Regions from separate parts of the Mus musculus genome. Here region 1 is linked to region 2. A link is a contact called in public Hi-C data. All regions are on one chromosome and are shown on one strand. Each heading gives the region's core, a stretch centred on a gene start, on an enhancer-like site or on the middle of the called end of the contact. The rest is flanking DNA. Distances are from core to core; before and after follow the strand shown.

Region 1 (4,574 bases), core at 1,950-4,449, 1.0 Mb before region 2:
AGGGAGCAAGCCAGTCAGCAGTCATCCTCCATGGCTTCTGCTTTGGTTCCTGCCTCCATGTTCCTGGCCTCCATGTTCCTGCCTTGGTTTCCCTCAACAGATTGTGACTAAAGAGATGGAAGCTAAATAAAGCATTTCCTCTCTTCCCCAGGTTGCTTTTGGTCATGCTCTTTATCACAGCAATAGAAACCCAAGTAAGACATTTTTTTTTTCTTTTTTCTTTTGTGAACTGCAGGGAACCTTTGGTTATACAAGATCCTGACAATAAATGACCACTGAGTGTACATCCCTAAACAAGACAATTATGCCATTCATTCCAGAGCTCAACAATTACTTAGGAAGAAGTGGTAGACAGAATGTAAGAGACAGAAATGCCACCCTTTAAGCACTATACAGACTTAACACGAGCATGAACTCTCAATTACTAGAGATGACGTCACCGAGTCTGCCTAAGAACAGGCCCACGAGCATCAGGAAAGGATGGGGGAAGGGCTCAGAAGGCTCGAGCCTCACTGATGACTATGGATACGGTCAGAGAAAGAGGAGCCATTGCTTTCAGTTGTTACTCCCTGGTAATTGTAGCCCCATCAGGCTCCAGTGGCTAGTCCTAACCTCATAGTTACTTAACTAAGTTTTAAACTAAATGGATCATGAGCCAAAATGAAAAGTCATGGGTTTTGGGAAAGGGACAGGTAGAGATGAGGGGGCGAGAAAGATGGGAGGCTATAAGAGAAAATTGTGTGAGTAACCAGGATGCATTATAAACATGCGTGAAATCGCCAAAGAGCCAACTTCATTATTTTTTTTTTAAAGATTCCTCTGACTTGATAAAGAAGCAAACTGAAGATCAGGGAACAGTGTGTGTGTTGGGGGCACTGGGGTGGGATGGGGGTCTTGGCAGCTCCATGTGTTCAGCACGACAGCCTGGGAGAGACAGGTATAGGACAATATACAGACAGTACAATGTCAGCAGAACGCTAAGCCATATCTGTGGAGTGCGAGCTCTCCGCATACTTACATGTATCGAGACTGAACTTCTAAGTGGCCTGTGGTGACCAAGGGTATTACCACAGCTTTTAGCAAACTGACGGCTCTGTCTGTCAATTAGCAGAAAGCCAGGGTGTGGCTGTGGCAAGAGTGAGTTTTCAAAGCTTCACAGCCATGTGCAAAATGATCCCAGTGCTGGGCTTGGTGTAGCCAGCTCCAGTGTGTCATGGTAACAGCCAATGGAGTCCTTAGTCTGGGAACATAGTCATCTCTACCAGGCTCGTCCCAGGTACTACAAATAAATCATGTCAAAAGAGGAAAAGGAAGGCCACAAAAGTCACAGTGTGTCTACCATAGTTTTAAACAGGAGTTTAAAACTATCTGATGGCTTCTTACCCTGGAAACTGCAATGCTCTAACATGCTGCTCTGTGACCATGGCAGAGTTACTCAACCTCTCTGAGCTTTCATTCCTTCTATAGCATGGGGGAACAGAGATCACTGGCTGTGGCATAAACAGCAAGTGAGTACCATCTGCTCTGAATATACAGCATGAGGACAGATAAAAGAGGCCTCTAGTCTGCAGGCTGCGTGTGCAGAATGCTTGCTTACTTCAGCTTGGGCAACACAGAAGGTGGCATAAGACAACTGCAATGTTAGCCGGGTGTGGTGGCACACCCCTTTAATCCCAGCACTCAGGAGGCAGAGGCAGGCAGATTTCTGAGTTCGAAGCCAGCCTGGTCTACAAAGTGAGTTCCAGGACAGCCAGGGCTATACAGAGAAACCCTGTCTCGAACCCTCCCCGCCCCCCCCCAAAGACAACTGCAATGTCATGAGACAGTGCTCCTCAGAGAGAGATTGCACATAGTAGGCCAATTCTGGGAGAGTATCCTTTAGAAAATGCTGTCAATGAGTTTCCAGTCTAAGCATAAGTGACTGGTAAATGGACCCAGGGCAGGAGTCCTGAGCGGGATAGCAGGCCCTCCCCTTGCAGCAGGTACTGGATATAAAAAAAGTCCCCATTACAGGTGAGGAGAGGGACCACTGTAGCAGCAGGACCAGCCCACAGTTAAAGGGCCGAGCTGCTGGGAGCAAAGTGGCACTAGATTCTAAACTATTAATAACACTGTGCCTCCTCTTTCTGTTAGTACAGTGGTCACCGCAGCCCTGTGAGGGAGGCCACAGTATCCTGTACTTAAACGGCATGGGAGTCAGAATGTGAGCTTCACAATGGGTGGGTGGCCACAGCGTCTGTGCTGTTTCTTGATCAAAAGCCAAGAAAACATTGCACCACTCTACAAACACAGGTGGGGTTGTACCTGGAAGTGTCATCGTAGCTTCCCCCCCCCCCCATGAAATGCCAGCGAAACACATCTGCTCCTTTTATGAAGTGTTAGGAATCACGCTGAGTCATGAGATGACAGACAGCTGGCTGTTTGGTCTGTCAGATGCACGAAACACAATTTCTACCAAAGGGAAGGTGCCCTCCACAGCACACAGGCTTCCCCCAAGGCTCTCCTGTTGTTCCACAAACAGGAAGTAGTGCTGGGGACACTAGGTGCAAAGATTGGCTTCCCCAACAGCACTGAGCCAGGGAATCTGAACCGGGAGTTTCAGCCCCTGTCACTGAGCATACAGGCTCTGCATCCCCTCCAGGCTAGAGGGATGGGCAGCAAACACTTTTCTCCAAAGGGATTCCATGCTTCTGGCTGGTTGTCTGTGCTGGGGATACTCCATCATGCCCTGGCTTACTTCCCTCTTTTTTCCTTCCCTTCCCTGGATATGGATGTCAGCTGGTGAGGTCCTCCTGATGACACTTCCAGTGCCGTGCACTCAGAGGCCTCCCTCACTGACTCCTGTTTCTCCACCCCCTGTCCCTGTTCCCATACCATCCCTCTTGCTGTTCCTGTGGGATTCACTCTCGGGAGAAAGGCCATTGGTCATGAGATGCTCTGAGCTTACTACGGGGTTCACTATGGGTTGCTGAGCCCAGAGCACCAGAAATAGCTCCTTTGTGCACAGTCCTTCACATATGGCTAGACAAAACTGGTTTTGAAGCTCTTCTATTTAAACATATCCCCATGTTACACTTGCGTGTGGCTCCCAAAGAGACTTCTGCACTCTGCAGGATATGTGCTCGCAGCCGGAGAGTGCTCCGTGAACACTCCCATCTGTGCCTAGCTCCTAGGCTGATCTCAGTCTCTCCTCACAGAGATGGGAAGGAGCTGAATCCTGGGCAGGCTGCCAAAAACTAAACACTGGACAAAGGGACATACAGGCCTCATTTTCCTGTGGCCTTTAAGAGACAAAATTACCTTTTTACCAGTACAAATATTTTATGCTTTTCAAATAATATGAACAAAAAGGAAATAGCTTTGTGCAACTCAGGAGTTAGGTTACATGGTATTGTTTCTGAGGGTCACACAGACAACCTAGGCAGAGTTCAAATGAATGGTTGCAGTGGATTATTCGGAGCCACCAGTCTCACCTCATTCTACACAGTAGGTAGTTTCTCTCTCAGTGACTGTCTAGTGATGTGTGGAAACACATGATGTCACAAATGTGGAGAAAAGAAAATTGCTTCTGGTACCCAGAGAGCAAAGGCTGGGATCCTAGGACACCCTGGGAAGAACTGGAAGATCCTTTGACTATCAGCTTATGCATGGTAGCCTTTGCAAAAACCAGGATTTATCCTCTTGTCTGCTGCAGTTGGGGACATGTGGCCATGCCAAGCCACAGAGGGAGCAGGATTTGCAATGTTTTTGCTTCTATCAGTGCCTGTGAGGACATGAGGAGATGCCAACAGCTGTTAAAGTTAGATGGCCAGGCCTGAAGTGACCTCCTGGGAGCCAGGCAGCCTGCTGACGGCTGAGAGGTCTGGATACTCCCACAGCAAGCCCAGCCCAGCAGGGACCTCAGAACTCCTCATAGCACCAGTAGGCTAAACAATAAAAGCACTGGTGACCTGGAAACAAAGCTAAGACTGCACAGACAAGACCCAGTGGCTTCCATCCCCCTCCCCCCAAAGGTAGGCAGGCTAGCTCCTTTGTTCACTCTCACTGTGACAGCGACAGGATTTCTTTAGCCCCAGCGGCCACTCGCTAGTGGAAGTTACTAAATCACAGGAGCAGGTGCGGTTTTGCCCATCCAGTGTTGACCTTCCTGCAGAAGCAGATTCAGTCCTGCTTCTCAGCAGACCATCTCGGGATTTTCAGCAAGATGAAAGATCTAGATATAGCCCTTCAGAGGAAGGGCAGCTTCCCTTTTTGGCCTCTTTGTTTTTATTCAGTTTGAAAAGCATAAAAGGAAGTCTGGAAGACCGAACATTGGAAAACCATTCCCTAAACCCTGAAAGCTTGGTAAGGCTTACCATGGAATCTCAGGAAAAAGTACCCAGAAAAAAACAGGGTTTTCACAGAAAATTCCCTGTGCTCACATTTGCAGCCCTTGCCTGTTACATGGCACAAAGACTTATTCACAACCAGTCTCAGATCCTGTTTGTCATTTGCTGTTGAGGCAAGGTGGCTAAACTGCCACCTGCTCATCCAGACCGACTGTTTCCCTTAAACGATGGAAGTGCCATAACACA
Region 2 (3,986 bases), core at 1,004-3,503:
GCGTCCAGGTGAGAAATAGACATTAGAGATGATAAGCTTAAGTCATCCTGGACCTGAAGCAGCATCTCACGGTGCCTGGAGTTACCACTGCGCCTGTGCCTCACTCCACCAAAGGCAGGAAGGGCTGGGGGAAGAGGAACCGTTTGTGCTCTGGGCTGACAGTGTCATGCCCGTGATTCCCTGTAGTTTACAGCAGAGCTCCCTGAGGTGAGGGTGAGCTGTACAGCCCTTTCTGCCCAGACACCCCACTCACCCACGAGAACACACATTCTCCTTTGTGTTCACTCAGTCCCGTGTAGCCACTCTGCACTGTGCAGTGCCTAGTCCTGTGAGGTCACTGTCCCATGTTGTCATCTCACCCTGCATTTTGCTCTTTACAAGGTGTTGTCTCAGAACAGATTTGGGTTGCATACAGTATACAACAAAGTCTTAACCACTGGCTGACCAAAGGAGGAGGAACACGTGAACCCATGAGTTCAAAACCAGCCTAAGGCAGACTGTAAGATCTGTTTTGTGAGAGGGGGAAAGGATTTCACCTCTCCCAAATTCTAATGGATTTAGGGCAGGAACTCCCAAGGGACCAGGCTCAAGTACCCATCCTAGAAAGCCACTCAAAGAACTGAGACAACATCTTCCCTTTTCTTATTACAAAATAAGCTATCCAACTGACCTGTAGTCATAGCTTCAGTGTCCTACCTGAGAGCCATGACCTGGGTTTGCAGATTGCCTGCTTCTGTGGCACTGCCTGCCAGCACCTTTGGCTGAATCTCCCCCAAAGCTTCTCTGTGTCATCACCTGATTCTGGGTGTGGGGGGGCAGGGAAAGAGGGAGGTACAGCTTCTGGGTAAAGGAGCAACTGAGACGCTGTCTCATGCCCATGTCGGCATTGTGGGCACTGGCTACAGTGGACTCTTTATTTAAATTTGGTAGAGGTGAAAGAAGTCCTTTCATCTTCAGGTTTATCCAATAAAATACAGTAGAAGTGCCAGCCATCCTCCTGTAGACCTGCTTCAAGGCATTATCATTCTGCCACCTGTGCTTAATGGGGCCTCTGCCCTCAGAGCATATTCCAGAACCCCAGTACATTGTGCCTGCTGAGTGGGGCCTAGCTGATACTCGATCTCTGGCTCTTGTTTCCAGGACGAGATGGGCCTGTGGGTGGAGGGATACCATATTCACAAATTCAGCCTCTCCCTGCAGTATCTACATTCTCTAAAAGGGTCAGAACCCTGCGCTGGACATGCCCTTCTCACTGTGGTCACAACCTTGGGTGGCTGTCCTTCCCACTGGTGCTCAAGCCACTTAGTGGCCTGGGACACTGCAGACCCTGGAACTCTTCACATAGTCCTTACCCAACTCACAGGGGTTGAGAAAGGCTGTAAGTTGCTCGAGTCTCTTGTGCTGTGTGGACACACGCTATGTTAGTGACTGTTCTTAAAAGCGCTGCGACCCATGCCCAACACAGACCACTTTACGGTACAGAGGTTGTTTTGATTCATGATTTCAGATGGTTCAGGCTAGTCACTTGACCCCATGTACTTTGGCAGAGCATCACAGGAAGATTGTATGGCATGAGCAGTTCACTTGATAACATAAATAGCTAGGGAACCAAATGGTCCCAAGGACCTTTTCCTGGTACCTGCTTCCACCAGCTAAGCCTTACTTTGTGAGATTTCTAGAACCTCTCAGTAGTGCCACCAGCTTAGCACGTGGGCATTAAACAATGAGGGGGGATCATTTTACATCTAAGCCATAACACATATAGAAAGAAGAGGATTCCACAGAGTGTCACAAGGCCAGGAAAGCCCAGAGCAGGTAGTAGAGTCCTCAGTGGCTCTGCCTTTGCCACCCCATACACTGCAGTGGGGAGCCCCTCCTTGTTCCCGATTCTCTGCTGCTGCTCCTATGAAGTGCCCCACTTCTCCTTCAGAGCCAGAACATTAGGCAGATTCCACCCTCCCAGTGGGTGCTGGCTGAGCTCGCCAGGGCTCCATAGATACAGCTTCCCCCAGCCCTGAATGCCTAGTACAGAGATCGGACTGTTCTGAAATACATGGTGTGGTAGGCTTGGAGCACAGTTGTGCACATAGATCCTCCACGGCCCTGAGACCCAGAGAACTGTCGCCTTCCTGCCGTGTGTGGTTTCTGTCCTAAGTGTAAATGCCAGCCTTTGGTGTGTGGTTTCTGTCCTAAGTGTAAATGCCAGCCTTTGTCCTAGTTCCCTGAGCTCTCGGACTCGGTCCTGAATGCTGGTGCCCTCTGCTGTCCCTGATCCCTTCCCTTCCTTCCTGGCTCCGCGCACTCCAGCCTGCGGGGGTTAAGACTTCAGTCCCTTGTCGGTTTCTGCCTTCACGATTACTCATCAGAAGACAAATTAGCTGGGACATGCCATTTGACCTGGTTTGATCTGGCTCGTTTCTCTCAAAGGTCACAGTCTTTAACCCCGTGTCGGTCCCTTGAATCTCTCAGAGGTCACAGTCGTGAGCCCCACATGTTTCCCCGAGTCACATTCCACAGCTAATTGTTCTCTTGCTTATACAAAATAATGACTTTACAAAGGAGGGCGCCCACTGTGGCGTGGATGAGTGAAGAGAGGACAGTCAGTGGTGCCGTCCACTGCCTACCTGCCTCCTAGGGGTAGCCCCTGGGGTAATGTCACCCAGCAGGTGGGAGGAGGAAGGCTGGGTTTTCCACAGAGCAGACAGACTGCATGAAGACCTTTTCCATGAACATTATGCCTGTTTTCCTCCTACACATAGTCTTTACTCTTAACATATATTCACACCCTGCCCTTCAAAGTAATAATAAAATACTAAATCTTTTCCCTGTGTCACAGGGACCATAGAAGCTTTTCTTTCAGGGAAAACCCAAATACAGATGAAACAATGGAAAGGTTTTAACCAAACAATCAAAACTATGCAAAGTACCAGCTTTACAAAATGGACCCAGTGCTGAAGAAAAGGCTGGAGGCTCACTGGCACCCCGGAGAAAGGCGGGGCTGATGCTCCCACAGCACTTGATCACTCTTGTGTACAGCTTTTCATGAAAAGAAAAACTGAACGCCCACAGTGTTCAGTGTCTGAGAAGGCTCTATGAGTCTCATAAGCCTAAATTCTACCTTCCACCAGAGAGTAGGGCCTGCTCTTCTCGTTACCTCCTGGTAACTGGTAGACATCACAATGTAAAAGACGCATCTCTTGTGAACATTCCTTGCCTGATTGGTTTTCACCAAGAGAAATTTGCTGTGTCTGAAATATATGAGGACAGTGTAGCCACAAATCCACTTACAGTTTTGTTGTCCTTGTTTGAAATGACTGCAGATCTTGGCCAACTTGGAGCAAGGCTTAGCTGAAGATGGTGGTCTGAGCAGCGTCACCCAGGAAAGCAGGCAAGGTGAGCATTGCCCTTCTGTTGGCTGAACACCACTCGCTCGGATATGCAAGGCTCAACAGTATAGTTGGTCCCCACTCTTACCCAACAGTGGATGTCCCCTTCACCCATTTCCCCTGTAGCATCTACTCTGGATAGGTGAGAGGAAGGACGTGGGCTTTTACCCAGTAATGAGAAGTACACATGGGCTGAGGACAGCCCAACCCAGCTCCTCGGTGCACTGGGGGCTTTTCATTTGCCTGCGCAGATTTGCATGGAAGAGGGGAAGTGGGCCACAGTGTGAACTGTCAGTGGCTGAACATCCTGATCTTCCATGGTACCTTGGCAATCACCTATGGACACGTGGTGGACTGCAGGGGCAGATCAGCCTCTAAGATCATGTCTCAGTCTCTTTCCATTTGCTGTAATGAAATACCCAAATCTGGTTTAATTTATAAAGGACAGAGTAGTACTGGATTTACGGTTCTAGAGTCTGGGATGTCCATGAGATGATGCTGGCATATGGTGAGATCATCCGCATTGTACAGGGCATCACATGATGAGACAAGGAAGCATCTTCTTAGCTCTGTTATAAAACTGCCAGTGAGGCCAGGCAC

Evidence for each region. Hi-C and Micro-C count contacts between places; a contact is called where the count stands out from the background.
Region 1: a Hi-C map of cerebral cortex shows a contact between it and region 2, with 2.0 times the contacts expected there. The contact joins two enhancer-like sites. A contact is called at or near these places in 2 of 484 Hi-C or Micro-C datasets (the G1E-ER4 cell line and cerebral cortex) and 1 of 115 datasets of contacts at active chromatin or transcription factors (astrocytes).

What each region holds. Positions count from the first base shown.
Region 1 is chr12:29,701,411-29,705,984 of GRCm38.p6, reverse strand. All of the region lies in intron 3 of Myt1l (myelin transcription factor 1-like), which reads right to left. Among named protein-coding and RNA genes, the nearest start is that of C630031E19Rik, 17 kb to the right of the region's middle. Within about 2 kb of position 3,199, at least 76 of the 459 cell types and tissues checked have an H3K27ac peak or open chromatin away from gene starts, as enhancers often do. A contact at or near this core is called in cerebral cortex, where this site is marked.
Region 2 is chr12:28,702,933-28,706,918 of GRCm38.p6, reverse strand. Trappc12 (trafficking protein particle complex 12) reads left to right here. Exons shown (of 12, transcript NM_178811.5): 7 at 3,321-3,393. Among named protein-coding and RNA genes, the nearest start is that of Mir6937, 26 kb to the right of the region's middle. Within about 2 kb of position 2,253, at least 30 of the 459 cell types and tissues checked have an H3K27ac peak or open chromatin away from gene starts, as enhancers often do. A contact at or near this core is called in cerebral cortex, where this site is marked.